Regions from separate parts of the Mus musculus genome. Here region 2 is linked to region 1. A link is a contact called in public promoter capture Hi-C data. All regions are on one chromosome and are shown on one strand. The core of a region is the stretch at or near the end of the contact, and the rest is flanking DNA. Distances in the headings are between cores, read along the strand shown. Region 1 overlaps Mroh7 (maestro heat-like repeat family member 7). Region 2 overlaps Ssbp3 (single-stranded DNA binding protein 3).

The links. Capture Hi-C pulls out chosen DNA fragments and counts their contacts.
Region 2: a promoter capture Hi-C map of pancreatic islet shows a contact between it and region 1. The contact joins two enhancer-like sites. A contact is called at or near these places in 2 of 9 other capture datasets (adipose tissue and pancreatic islet).

Annotation. Positions count from the first base shown.
Region 1 is chr4:106,696,889-106,704,264 of GRCm38.p6, reverse strand. Mroh7 (maestro heat-like repeat family member 7) reads left to right here. Exons shown (of 24, transcript NM_001126487.1): 11 at 22-134; 12 at 1,074-1,250; 13 at 1,628-1,782; 14 at 4,000-4,138; 15 at 4,353-4,543. Among named protein-coding and RNA genes, the nearest start is that of Ttc4, 22 kb to the right of the region's middle. Within about 2 kb of position 4,149, at least 74 of the 459 cell types and tissues checked have an H3K27ac peak or open chromatin away from gene starts, as enhancers often do. A contact at or near this core is called in pancreatic islet, where this site is marked.
Region 2 is chr4:106,953,049-106,960,424 of GRCm38.p6, reverse strand. The region is part of intron 4 of Ssbp3 (single-stranded DNA binding protein 3); the gene reads right to left. Among named protein-coding and RNA genes, the nearest start is that of Ssbp3, 45 kb to the right of the region's middle. Within about 2 kb of position 4,429, at least 86 of the 459 cell types and tissues checked have an H3K27ac peak or open chromatin away from gene starts, as enhancers often do. A contact at or near this core is called in pancreatic islet, where this site is marked.

The DNA of each region.
Region 1 (7,376 bases), core at 2,900-5,399:
AGAAGGTTCCTTCTCCCTCAGGGACCAAGAACAAGGAAGACACCAACAAGAAGGAGCTGTATGAGAACAACAAGCGCTTCCTGGGGCCTTACAACCCTGTCAGCCCGTGCCAGAACATTCTGCGTGTCATTGCGGTGACTGCCAGCAGTTCCCGCTCCCAGGCCACGAGGGGAGGGAACTGGGGTTGCTACTAGGAAGGACGCCTTCTCCAGCTGCATAGCTATCCTGGGTGTCCTCATCAGCTAGGGTGTAGCCCAGTGCTTCTCAACCTATGGGTCTCGACCCCTCTGTGGGAGTCATCTATGTCCTACATATCAGATATTTACATTACAAGTCATAATAGTAGCAAAATTGCAATTATGAAGTAGCAAAGAACCAATTTTATGGCTGCGGGGTGTGTGTGTGTGTGTGTGTGTGTGTGTGTGTGTGTGTGTGTGTGTGGTAGGGGAGGTCACCACAACAGGAGGGACTGTATTAAAGGGTCGCAGCATTGGGAAGGTTGAGAACCGCTGGTCTATCCCATGACTGTTCTCCCAGGCACATGCCAGTTCTGGGTGCAGGGACCACAGATGCCCTGCTTGCTTTCCTCCTCTTCCTCCTCTTCCTCCTCTTCCTCTTCTTCCTCCTCCCCCTTTTCTTTTTCCTCCTTCTCTTCCTCCTCTTCCTCTTCCTCCTCTTCCTCTTCTTCCTCCTCCCCCTTTTCTTTTTCCTCCTTCTCTTCCTCCTCTTCCTCCTCTTCCTCCTCCTCCTCTTCCTCTTCTTCCTCCTCCCCCTTTTCTTTTTCCTCCTTCTCTTCTTCCTCTTCCTTCTCCTCCTCTTCCTAAAGCTTGTCTCAGCTCCCTGGGCTCCCATAATCTTCAGCCTCCCAGGCAGCTGTGGCTACAGGAGCTCCTTGGTGCCTGGCTGTCCCTCTAAGGTCCTCCCCAGTGGCTCTAACATTCACACCTTAGAGAACATGTGTGGTGCTCGGCACTGACCTTCTCCGTGAATTAGGTGTAGTCTGCGCCTCTATATATGTCTTGGGGGAATCTGCCCTACATGACAGCACCAATACCTCTGCATCTATGTTTCAGGAATTTGGAGACTTCCTGGGTCCTCAGCAGGTAAGGGACCTGCTGCTGGCAGCCTTGGAAGGCCTGAAAGGTATCTCTGAGACCCAGGGCAAGGACTCCGGCGAGATGATGCAGCTGGCTTCCGAGGTCATGCTCAGCTCAGTGCTGGAGTGGTACCGCCACAGGGCGCTGGAGGTGGTAAGGCCTCTTGGAGGCAGAGGCTGGGATGTCACCAGGCCTGGGAGAGCCACATCCCCAGAAGCCTACTTATCCTGGGATAGCCTTCCTGCCCGTGGGTGGGGCTGGAACTGAGCAGTGGGCTAGGAAGGCATATGTACCACCCCTGAGACAACCCAGAAGGTTTGTAGGAGTGGGGAGGTCACTCCCAGGGGAGCAGCAGGCCCCTGGTGCCTTTTCCTTCCCACTTCCCTCCAGCATTGAGCCTCCTCTCCCCTGTCTTGTTGATCCCCTCTGGTTACTCTACCGTAAGTCCTTCTCCCATCTACCCATGTGCCTCATGCCTCTTTCTGCTTTTCCAATGGGCCTTCCTGCAACTTGTTCACGGCTGTCTCCAGATCCCAGAAATCATGCAGGGCATCTACATGCAACTGACCCACATCCAGGAGCCTCGAGCACGTGAAGTGGCTCTGCTGCCCATTTCCTTTCTGGCCAGCTCCTTCATGACTGAGGTTGTGGTGGCTCTGCTCATGTGTCCCCTCCCCCTGGACAGGTACCAAGCAAGGAGACTCCCATCCTATACACCTCAAAGGGTTGACACTCTTCCTACCCAGAGAACCCCTGTTCTCCCCTGCCCCTTCTACAGTCTGTAGTACTTATGACAGCCAGTAACCACTTTCTCAACACCGCTGGATCTGTACTGAATATCCAGAGTCACTCATTCCCGACTCAGCCCTGTCCTACAGATGTGGAAATGAGGCTTGGGAGATGCTTCATGGCCCCCATACCCCCTGAGGCATTGCTAGAGCGAGGATCTAGGCTCAGGTCCAACTGACTCCAAAGCCTAGAATACTTTAATGGTAGCTGCTGGTGTTGGGTAGCTCATATACCCTCTCTGGGAGGTCCATGCTGGGATGGAGAGGAGGCTGGCCAGATGATAAGTGACATGTCTTTCTCCCTTTAGCCTGTTGGACACAGCCTTTCAGCCCAGCCTTTCTGTAAATAAATGAAACAGAGAAGTGACCACTTAGGATGGTTGTTTCTGAGTAGCTGTGGGATCATAGGCAAAAACTGTGCAAGAGGGGTGTGTGCTAATAGGGACAGACATGCCAGTCAGAGCCAAGAGTGGGGACTCTGAGGACCCACTCTAGAGCCTAATAAGTTAGCCATTATGGCTGTACTGCCCACCAGGGGGAACCTCCTCTCTCTCTCTCTCTCTCTCTCTCTCTCTCTCTCTCTCTCTCTCTCCCTCCCTCTCTCTCTCTCTCCCTCTCTCTCCCTCCCTCTCTCTCTCTCTCCCTCTCTCTCCCTCTCTCTCTCTCTCCCTCCCTCCCTCCCTCCTCTCCCCTCCTCTCCCACTCTCCTCCCTATGTGTGTGTGGGGAGGGGGAGAGGAAGATGGAGTGAGGGTGAGGTGTACTCATTATGTAGCTCAGGCTGGCCACGAACTCATAACAATCCTCCTGCCTCCTCCTTTCAGGTACTAGAATTACAATAGGGCATTTTCTCCCCTTCCTCCTCTTCTTCTACCTCCTCCTCCTTCCCCACTTCCCCCTCCTCTTCTTTTTCTTTCTCAGTGCTGGGCATCACACCCAGAGCCATGCTGTCTAAGTGCCCTACCACTGAGCCATATAGCCCCAGGGGGCTGCTTTTATACTCCACTAACAGTCACTAGATTCCCAGGGCTTGATGCCCTGCCTTGACTTGATGCCCCTTTCTGGGTCTGAGAGCCAGGTCCCCCTTCCCTTTTATACCCTACATGCCTCACTTTCTTCTTCCGGTCTCAGTCCTGGGTCTGGAAGCTAGCTTCCCAGGAGAGGAGGAAACTCAGGGGAATCACAAGTACCAGAATCTCCTACAGGAGCCTTGTTTTCTGCATCACTTCAGAGACTAGCTCAGCTACAAGGGTCATAGTCCCTGGGAAGCTGCACGCGGTAGCTGACCCATTGGTTCTTACAGTTAATTGATAGTTCCTCCTAATCCAGATATGATGTACCAAGCAGCCATAAACATGACCACTTTTTTTTTAACCATAAGCAACGTTGCCTAGCAACATAGTTGAAATACTATCTTTATTGGGTTTCCAGGGAAACGGAGCTGGGAAGTGAGTGGAAGGTTCAAATGCTCCTGCATTCAGGCAAAAGGTTTCATTAACTCTTTAGCTCACTGTCAGCTGCCCACAGCAGGAATCTCTCCTGGTGCTGCTTGCTTCTCCTGTGTGGATAGCTATCTGCAAAGGGCCAGGAGTTGCAATTCCTGGGAGTCTGTGATAAGGGCAAGACCCAGGTCCCAAAGGGCTCTGTGGCTTCAACTCTGGCTCCTAGGAGGCAGCTTTAGAGGCGTTGGACGCAGTCACATCTTGCAGCTTGTTAGTAGTAGCAGCATCTTGGACTGATGGTTTTTACCTCCCAGAGCCTCCATTCTGCCTCTGTAAAATGGGAATAATGTTCTCTAGAGAAGGTGGTGACTTTAAGCATTTGTAAGTGTCTGCATCCGTATCCGCAGTGATTTGCTTAGTGTTGGCCTGGTGCGTGATGTCCACTCTAATGAGTACTTGCTGAAATAATACAGGAGAACAAAGTACCCGGTCTGAGACCTGGAAATAAGGTTTTCAATCACTGTCAACTTCCTGCCTCGTGGAGAGTGTTTTCGGGATCATTCCTTGTGGGCATGCTCACGAATACCACATCATTGGCACTGCACCCAGCCCTGAAACCATTTGGTGTCAGGTGGCCCCCGCCCTAGGCAGTGCTATCCTCTTTCCTCCTTAGCAATGGGGCAGAGATGTGGAGGCAGCTGATACTTCGAAAGCCCAGCTGTGACGTCAGAGACCTGCTGGATCTGCTCCTGACTAGCCTGAAGGAGAAGCCTGTAACCAAGAAGGGTCGAGCCTCCATTGTGCCCCTAGCGGTGAGAACCGGACACCCTGCCTTCCTTCCCTTTCACCTCACTCAGCACACCTGCTTGCTTGTAGGGCCCCGTCTGCCAGAGGGGGTAGGAGCCATGCTTTTCTAGGCTGGATTAGAGAATCAGCCTCAGTCTCTCAGAGCAATAAAAGAGGCTCCAGCCAGAAGCACTGGGAGGATGGACTGGATCAAGCCACTGGCCTCCCCTCCCCTCCCAGGCAGCCAGTGGTCTGTGTGAGCTCCTGTCCGTCAACAGCTGTGTGGGCCGGGTGAGGCGCATCTACCCTCAGCTGCTCCTGGCCCTGCTCATTCAGGTCCATTATCACATTGGCCTCAACCTACCCAGCCGTATGGCTCCTCGAAAGGATTCCAAGGATGACACGCAGCCTCCTCTCTTCATACCTGTACGGTAGGCCCCATCATCTCTAAATCCTGCTGTCCTTGCGGTGGGGAGGGTCCCCTCAGCAAAGGACCCTCAAACATCTCATGTATAGACATTAATTCTAGAACCAGAAGAGGATCTAGAACTAAATAGAATCTCCTGTAGCCCAGGCTGGCCCCAAGATTGCCCAGAGGCTAAGGATGACCTTGAGCTTGGAATCCTCCTGTCTCCATCTCCCAGACACTGGGATTATAGGCACGCACCCTATGGATCAAACCTAGGGCTCTGTTCATTTTGGATACACATTCTCTACCAACTGAGCTATCCTACCCCCTTCCCCCAACCCCCACCCCCCACACCAGAAACACATGTTATAGAAGCCACACTACACTTCCGTGACTAGTTCTCGACCCCCTTTCTGTATCCCATCACCCTGCTCAAATGGTGTGAAGGAATTGTTGTATTGTGTGTGTATCCAGGCCCACCAATGTTCTTAATTATTCATCGGAATATAATGTATGCACACCGGGGGAAAAGGGACGTGAAAATTAACTAACTGTCCCTTTCCTGACTTTACCCCAGATACCTTCCCAGAAGACAAGCAGATTTTTTTTTTAATGCCCATTCAAGGGTAGTTAGTGTAGATGAGCCACAAGGGTTTATATCCTTTTACACAAGTGCTAGCCTATGGCACAGGTGCACATTCGCTTCTAACATGTATGAAGTCTTAGACACCTCCATACCTACAGCTGCCGAGCATCCTTACGTACAGAAACCCAGCTACTGGAATGTGTGCAGCCCTCTTCCTGATGCGAGCACCACTCTTGCTGTTTGCAATTGCAGACAACACTGACAAGTGCTTGCTCATGTGACCGCGTGTAATTGTATGTGTAGGGCGGACTCCTGGGGGAGGGGGAGCACCAGCGGGCTTCTGCAGGGCAATACCAAAACGGTGCAGAACTGCAGGATGGAAAACATTCTTGACCAGTATGATGAAAACGTAAACACAGGGCCAGTGAGCTGCTCTGCAGATGAAGGTGCTGCTGCCAAGCCAGAGTTTCAGCTTCATGACCCACATGGTGCTCCCACCAGAAGAGAACTGTTTCTTACAAGTTCTCTGACCTCTGAATGCATGCTGTGGCACACATCCACATGTGCACACACACACACACACACACACACACACACACATATATATATATACATATATATATATATATATATATATAGAGAGAGAGAGAGAGAGAGAGAGACAGACAGACAGACAGAGAGGCAGAGAGAGACAGAGAAATTAAATAAAATGTAATAATTCCTGTCCCATTTGCTAGTGTGCACAGAGGAAACTGTCACCAGTGGTCATGGCCTGTGCCAGTGCTTACATCCCCACATCTGTTCTAGGGCAGTGCATTGCAGAACATTTCTGTCTTTGCTACTCTGTGTTGCAAAAGATGAATTTGTTTGTTTGTTTGTTTTGAGACAAAGTCTAAAAGGAGTCATGATTCTCCAGCCTCACATCCTGAGTGCTGGGGTGGTAGGGCTCTACTACCACACCTGATGTGCTGCATGCTGGTGTTTGTGTGTGTGTGAGTGTGTGTGTGCATGTGTGTACATGTGTGTGTGTATGTGTGTGCACCTGTGCATGTGTGTGTGCATGTGTGTACATGTGTGTGTGCATGTGTGTGTGCATGTGTGTACATGTGTGTATATGTGTGTGCACCTGTGCATGCATGTGTGTGTGCATGTGTATGTGTGTGTGCATGTGTATGTGTGTGTGCATGTGTGTTTGTGTGTGTGTCTATGCTGGGGTTTTAGTTTTCATTTCTCTCATTTGAATAGAGCCGAGATTTAAATGGCATTTGTACTCCCATTTATGTGAGCAAGTTGCCCTTGCCTTTTGTCCATTCATATAGGACTGTTGGGGATTATTTTTTTAGTAATTTATTTTTTTAATTAATTTTTTCACTTCTCCTAATAATTTATAAAAACTCATTGTATTAAAAAATCATCTCTGTTTATATTAAATTGTTCACTTAACCTGTGATCTTTCTTTCCTTTTCTTTTGTCATTCAAAAAGTTAAATGTTTTGCATGGTGGGCTCATCAGTTTCCCTTTCTTGTCCCTCTGTGTATTGAACTCACAGAAGCATATTTAGATGGGCAAAGGACAAGCTGCGTGCAGCTGGAGGCCTTATATGGAGACCTATCTATCTATCTATCTATCTATCTATCTATCTATCTATCTATCTATTATTTATGCTCTGGTTTTGGTATCTAACTTCTTGGCAGGTCTTTTCCTGCCCTCTAAGAGCTAGGTGGCTGATTTCCGCCTAACTGTTGTGAGAACTAAAGCCTGACACTCCACTAGAGAGACACCCACCATCTATGTGCCTGATTTCAGCTCCCCACACCCCCTGTGCTCCCAGGGCTGTTAGGTTCCTGGGAAACTGAGCAAGACTGGAAGAGGTGCTGCAGCCACAGGAGGAGGAGGAGGACAGAGGGAAGCCTCCTGTCCTTGGAGTGGGGAAGGTCATAACCTCCAAGAGAGAGGTCTTATCTCAGCTAAGATACAGAGCCACTGGAAGGAAGCCAGAGTGCCTACCTACCCGACCCATAGCCATGGTGACAGTCCACCCTCCCCACAGACCAGGGACAGCTCTCCTATCCATAGTCCAATGCCAGCTCACCCTTTCCACAGCACAGGACATCCCACCCAACCTACAACACGGTATCGACTCACCCATGATCCAGTTACAGCCCATCTTACCATAGCATGGGAACAGCACACCCTACCTTCAACACAGCCACCACCTGCGAGGTAGCGAAAGCAGAGGAGTCAAATGCCAGGCTGATGGGACCGAAGA
Region 2 (7,376 bases), core at 3,180-5,679, 260 kb before region 1:
GAGATGACCTGAGTACAGGTTGCATGCATTTTCTGAGTCTACTGCTGCCTCTCATAAAGATGGACATCTCCCTGCTGCTACTGTGGGGACAAAGAAAAGGACACAAGAGTGCTTCTGGTTGATTCCACACCAAGGCTGTTATACAGAACTGAAACGGCCATCCTCCCCAACGCTGGGACAAATGGAGACACAAGCTAGAAACCTGTGCCAGACACAAGGCAGCCTGACAAAGCAGAAGAAGTCCTGCTTTGCTCAAGTGATTAACAGGCCCAAGAAAGGCTGTGCTGCGATTTACGAGGGCCATGGCCAAGAAAGATTTATCTGTGTATGGCCTTCAGATGGCCTGTCAGGCTCTCTCCAGCAGCCCCAATTTGGCTAAGGATCTCAGCAGCGAGTAATTTTCTAATTGATTCATTAGCACTCCAATCACCAACTCCTTAGACACAAAGGGTCTTGTTCAAGTCTGGAGGCCCAGGCCCAGGGTGCCGAGCTGCAAGAACTCTTCCAGCAGAGCCTGGGATCAGCAAAAAGCATCCCACACAGAGACTTTCCAAAAGTCACCCACCAAGGAAAAACCTCAGAGCCTAGAAACAGAAACCGAGCCTCCATGGTTTCTCAGGTGCTACACCTTTATCTATATCTATTTACACATTGTTAAATATTTGTTTTACTTTCAGTGTGTAGAGGCCGGGGTGTGCCATGATCACACTCACAGAGGTCAGCAACACAGGATCCCCTGAAGCTGGGGTTATAGGCTGCTGTAACCTACCTGATATGTTGCTGAGTACCAAATTCAGGTCATCTGCAAGAGCACTGTGTGCTCTTAACTGCTGCGCTATCTCCAACTCGAGATCATGTTTTATCATGGGAACATTCTGAATGGAGCCCCGTGGGCAACGCTGACTGCACAAAGCAAGCCTTGGTACTGGACTAACAGGTGACTTCTTCCTGTGACTTCCAGTGCTGAGGTTGGAAGTCACCCTCACGCACATCAGATAGTACTGCACCACTGAGCCACCCTCCCACCCTCTCCCTGCTACTCTAATGAGTGTGTAGCGTTTCTTTAGTTCTCCTGAGGGGAGCAAAGCAACAGTGGCCCACATCAGTGTAATAATTGAGTAAGACTGCACGCAAACACCAGCCTGGCTGTCAGAGGGCCCACTGGCCTCTGAGAAAGCATCTGTAGTTATACTCGGAAAGGTTATAAATCTCTCCGGTCACACCTATGAACAGCTGAAGCTCAGTAACAGATCGAAAGAGCAACATTATAATAATCTAAGTAGAGATTGACTTTAAAAACAATGTTAGCGAGGCATTGGTCCCATGTGTGTGCAATCCTGAGCACACAAGTGAGACTGTAAATTTAAGTCCAGCCTGGGCTACTCAGCAAGGTCACAAGGCAAACCAATCTTTCCTCATTTCACGTTCCTCTTAAAATGTGGAATGTTTACAAGAAGATGGGTCTAGGGCAGTGCAAGCTGACAGAAAGGAACAGTGGGCATTCTCAGAGGAAGACTCAGAAACCTGACTGGGTCCTCTTGAGAGCCCTCTTGGGACCAGTGTGCTGTGTACACCCTTTGTGGCAAAGTCCTCGTGAATGTTCACGTGGGTGTAACGGTGCTTTGGAAGGTTCTGGCTCAGCACATTCCTCTACTTACTACCTACTCTACTAGCCATGGGATAAGTTCACCTCCCAGATGGGTCTGAAGAGCCAGGAGGGCAATGTGGTCCCCAACTAAGCAACAGGCTCTCACAGTACAAAAGTACAAGCTTTCCCATGAGGCACCTTAGTCTGCACAGCCCTGGGCTAGGCAGAACTCAGAGCACACAAAGGAGCAAACACCATCATGGCAGAGCTAGCACATAACACCGAGGATGTGCAGGATGGGATACAGTTCCACTTCTACAGAGAAACTAGCTGGCCAGAGGGGCCAGACTGCCTCACCTAGAGAGGAGATGGCTTCTCCAAATGACACTAGAACAGAGCCACGCTTCTCCACAAACTATCTGTGCAGAACCTTTGTCAGACACGGTCTCCCTGGGTCACCTCACTTCCTGTCAGACAATGTCTTCCCTGGGTCACCTCACTTCCTGTCAGACATGGTCTCCCCTGAGTCACCTCACTTCCTGTCAGACACAGTCTCTCTGGATCACCTCACTTCCTGTCAGGTTCTATCTCTTCTCAAAACCTTTCCTCCCTTAGCCTCACCTCCATTCTATCTCAAGTCTCATGATGAAGACAGTATGGTGGCTGGTCTCTTCTGGGTCCAGTTCTCACCCAGTTTCCTGACCATATGAGACCTCCATTAACAGCACTGTCCTTAATGCTGTGACCAACACAAATGTAAGAGGTGCCAAGATAGCCAGGCAGTGACAAGGTATGCCTTTCATCCCAGCACTTGGGAGGCAGAGGCAGGTGGATTTCTGAGTTCAAGGCCAGTCTGGTCTACAGAGTGAGTTCCAGGACAGCCAGGGCTATACAGAGAAACCCTGTCTCGAAAAACCAAAAAAAAAAAAAAAAAAAGAAGAAGGAGGAGGAAGAAGAAGAAGGAGGAGGAGGAGGGGAAGGAAGGAAGGAAGGAAGGAGGGAGGGAGGGAGGGGGGGGAGGAGAGAGAGAGAGAGAGAGAGAGAGAGAGAGAGAGAGAGAGAGAGAGAGAGAGCTGCAAAATTTAAGAGCTACCATCTTAGCAGCTCCAAGATAATCAGCACAGGTAACTCCTCTGCCTTTTCCCCTCTGCAGACCAGAGGATGATTAACAATGAAAACACTCAAGACCCATGTAACCTGAATAAGATGTCCCCACCACAGAGCACAACACCCACTCACTCCACACAACGTGAGACACACTGGGCCCCATGAATGGCTCCCCTGACACAGTCCTAAAGCACGAGGTGGAGCAGGGTGTGCCGCTCTCTCCACCTGCCCTTCTTCCTTAAGTCCCTCATCATGAACTGGGAGGCTCAGGCCAGGACTGCTTCCTCTCTGCCGTGCCTGCAATATGCTACAGACAACGACTGCAAGAGAATGGTAGAACCCAGGCACTACCCGGCACTGCTGGACTATGTCTGGTACCTGGCAGACATGAGAAACCTCATAGGCCCAAGTGAACCAAATGTCTGGACAAAACCCATCTAGAGGTGACACGAGAAGATGAGGCCAGAACACAAACATGACAACTGGGTCCTCCATCTCAAAGAAGCCCCCAAATTTAAGGAAGATTCTTGGCAAACTAGAGGAAGACCTTTCAAGTTTCCTTAAAGAACTAGTCCCTCTCAAGGCAATTACAAAACAGAACATCAAATGGGATTCAGGATCTGGGGAGATATCTCAGTCGGTAAACATTAGCACCCACATGTGAGCCTCAGAATTCACCTGAAAGTGTTGGCCTGGTGATGTTCACATGTGATCCCAATGCTAGAGAGGCAGAGACAGGAGTCCCTGAGGACTGCTGGCCAGCCAGCTTACCCTAACTGATGAGCCCCCAAGGGATGACCTGGTGAGCCAAATGGGCCAATGAGAGACCCTGACTCAAGTAAGGAATGAACAGGTCTGAAGATGACAACTCAAGGCTGTCCCCTGGTCTCCATACATGTACACACATGTATACATACCAGCACAGACATAAACACACGTTAAAAAACAAATCCATTTACTAGATAGACATGCTGTTCCAAGGGGCTAATGGATAAGGAGAGTGAGCCAGACACGCCCACTACCCAGGCCATCTCTTTGTATGGAGGGCTGTCCCACACAAAGACTCTCCTCCCCTGAGCTCCTTCTCTTCCACAGAGTCTGGCCAACCCCCATGAACACTGCTCACGCCATCCGAACTGTTGTTTTGGAATGTGCCAGCAATTCTGGCGGCAGGAACAGCAAGCTTTAGCTCAGCAAAGAAACCAGCTGGAGAGGCAGCCTCATGAAATGATGAAATGCCAAACCAACCCCTACATCTTCTCCAGTCTCTCGGGTCACCTACCAGATTAGAAGGCCTGTTGCTACGGCAACCATATCTTGCAAGTGTCGACTGAACTTCCCCATAATTTTTAACCCGTTTAGTAGCTGGAAGAGGGGTGGTGCACAGCACAACCCAAATCCCAAGTGTTGGCCTGCTTTGGCTATACTCCTACAATTAAAGCAGAGAATGGGAAAACGGCAGGCAGCCAGGCAAGGACCAGAGTCCACAGTTGGGCAAACAAGTAGTGAGAGTGAACAGGCCACTTACACACCCACCTTTTTCTCCCACCAGCTCTCCACCAAAAGGCTGGCTGACAGCAGCCTGCAAACTTTCCACACACCTGGCAACACCAAAGCACCAGGAGCTACAAGGAGGATGGTACTAAACAAAAGCAAAATGGAAAGCTGTCTGCCCCTCCCAGCAGGCACCTCGCCCTTGTGCTGTGGAACTGCCGGGCCCTTCTGTGGTAAGCAGAAGGTGGCTGGGAGTTAGGCGCAGGGGACAGATGGCCCGCAAGCACTGGCACTTTCCAGTTGTCTGATAGGCGCCGGCTGCCAAACAAGCCCCCAGTCTCCTTGCAGGCGCTCCCACTCCACAGGCAGAGCCTGGGCATAGGCCGTGCTGTGGTATTGCCATAGCCGCATGCCTCTCCTCCTGCACTCCCCGACTCCTGCAAGTCATCTTCAGCATCCTCCCAAGCCCAGCACCCAGCCGCACCCTCCTCCACAGCTGGGCAGCCCTCCCTCCTCCACGGCAGGGCAGCCCTCCTCTCCCCACATTCACAACTCGTTCATAAGCCTCCAACCAACCAACTGTACAAGGACTTTCCTCAGCCCCTTCTATGTGAAGGGAGGAAGTTCATAAACGGATGAAGGGAGAAGAGGTCCCATAGCCTCACTCTATCGCTCCAAGGATGCAGTCAGGCCTGTGGCTGAGCCAGTGGACCAAATGGTCCCTAGGAAGGAGAAAGATCAAGGGATCAAGGAAAGTGGCTGGCAACCCAGGACCACAGTTTGAGTTTGAATCTGAGAGAGACCTGCCCAAGTCTGCTCGGTGCACCTGGCACACTGTGCTGACGGTGAGAGCGCTGTGCGGGTGCACATCTACACCTCACTCAGAAAGCAAGGGACTTGACTTAACCATGGGGATGGGCTCTGCTTCAGCAAGTTCACTTCTCTCTTGAGGAAAGGTTCGGGGCCAGGATGCTAAGCAACCCTCAGTCGGCCTCTGGGTCCCATACAGATGGATACCTGGGACAAAATCCAGTCCAGTGAATTAAGATGCTAATGAGCACCTTGCAGGCACAGCACTGGACAAGGGATGGTAGATTAGAGAAGGTCCACCATCACCCAGCCCTGCCCTGCAGATCATTCCATCAAATTCAGAGGGAACTTAAAATGAGGCAATGGGGTGAGGGGAAAGGAGAAGGAAGGATATCCCCCCCCCCCCCCGGGATAGGAAGGGAGCGTATTAGCAGGAATCTCAGGCGTGAACTCAGCAAGTTGGCTGTCGGACACCAAGAGGCAGCTTTCAAGGAAGGACTCCCCTCAAGGCAAAACAGAGAGTATGCCATCCGGGAATGGGGATGGTCGGTCTTTAGGGAGGAGCTCTAAGAATGCCTTTGAGATATAAAAGAAAGAAAAAAAAAGAGTTGGTTTTTTTTGTTTTGTTTTGTTTCATTTTAACCCACCAGATGGGTGGGTTACCACCAAGCTCATTCATTGTTAGGTCTTATTATCCAAATCCTTCTGCTCACTGAACAAGTCCTCAATGAGCACTTACTGTATGTCAGGTACTGTAAACACAAGAATGAAGACTCATCACCTGTCTACCCTTAGGGAGCTTCTTACTGGGCAGACTCTGACATCTGGTTCCATATCTGCCTTGCTGTTGGACCCTTAGCATCTGGATACAGAGGCCTTGAGCTCAAGGGTGCCCATCTGGCCCAGGCAAAGTAATGGCAGTTTCAGAGCTTCTATGCAGACCACTTCTCAGAAACTATGGTCTCTCTCTAAGGCAGAGAGAGCTCTGGCACAAGAAGCCTGGTTACTAACCCTGAGACAGGAAAGGGGAGAAAGGTCTGCCCCCATTCCCTAGGCCTCCGTTTTTCCTGCTGGTGAATGAAGGGTTTGTCCAGTCTAACCTCTAAAGACACACTAGTGACCCAGATCCCTAGCAGCCTGGAGCTGCTCTCGCTGGATGGCTGCTGCCGGGAGGGCTACAGGCAGAGCCAAGCAGAGCAGGCAGCCTACTGCTGCATCCCCACCTGCATCCCCACAGACAGGCACTGTCAGCCTCTCAGAGCTGCAGGGAAATTCAGCCCACAGCTCTGAATAATAATAGAAGTAACATTTAGGTAAGGTTGGGGATTAAGTTAAACCTCACTTAAGAGGCAGGGATGTTGGCATTTGGGAGCAGGAAACAGGCCTGGGAACACAGTTAATACCTACCACAGAGCAAAGCGGATCACTGCCAGCTCCTGATGAAGCATCTTCCGCTCCACCGTCCTTTTCCCTCTTGCCAACTGCAGACACTTCAAGGGCACCAGGCCAGAGAGTGGGCGCTAGAGGTCAGTTTTGGAAACTATATTTTCAGAAGAACACAGACAAAGCAAAAACCAGCAAGATCCCATCCGAAGCAGAACTGGGGCTGTCTGGGATGGGAACCCATTGGTGAGCTTGGAAGAAGGCCTTCTGTGGCAAGATCAGAAACCTGTGTGAGTTGGGATGATAGAGAGCGCTCTGTCCACTTGAAGGTGGAAATACCTCAGTCAGGCTTCTGTCCACCCTTGCAAGGGGGACAAACAAAGCAGGGGCTGTAGTGGGAATCAGAGCCAGAAACAAACTCTCCAACTCAGAAGGGATTGTAAAGGTGACCAACTGATAATATGCAGATGAGGGAATATAAAGGAGAATGTTCCAGCCCTTCATGTTTTAAAATAGCCTTTCTTCTTTAAAAAAAAAAAAAAAAAAAAAGTCCAGGATTCCTAAGGAGGGGCATGGAAAGGATTTTGCCTGCCTCTCACTGACCTCAGAGGGCTTTTTATAAACACCAGGCCTCTCTGGCATCCTTGGTCAAGCCCCACCCCTTTCTTCCAGGCTGTAGAGGTCACTCTTTTGTGGCAAAAGCTGCAGGTGGTGCCTGAGCTGCTGCTTTAGTAAGAAGGGCTCCAGTGTGCAGGAACTCCAATGTTTAGGTCCTTCTGTCCTGGGGAGCCTCAGAGCAGACTGCAAAGGCAATGCAGCAGGTTGTCACTGCAGCTTTGGAAGGTCTTGCTGCCATATTGGTGTTTCCTGGCAGTGTCACCCAGCCTAGCAAGCTAAAAAGACAGTGTCCTAGGATTAGATAACTCTTACCACATAGCCTAGGGGGGCACTCAAATCAGAGCAATCACAAAGGAGTAAATGTGAGCCCCCACTG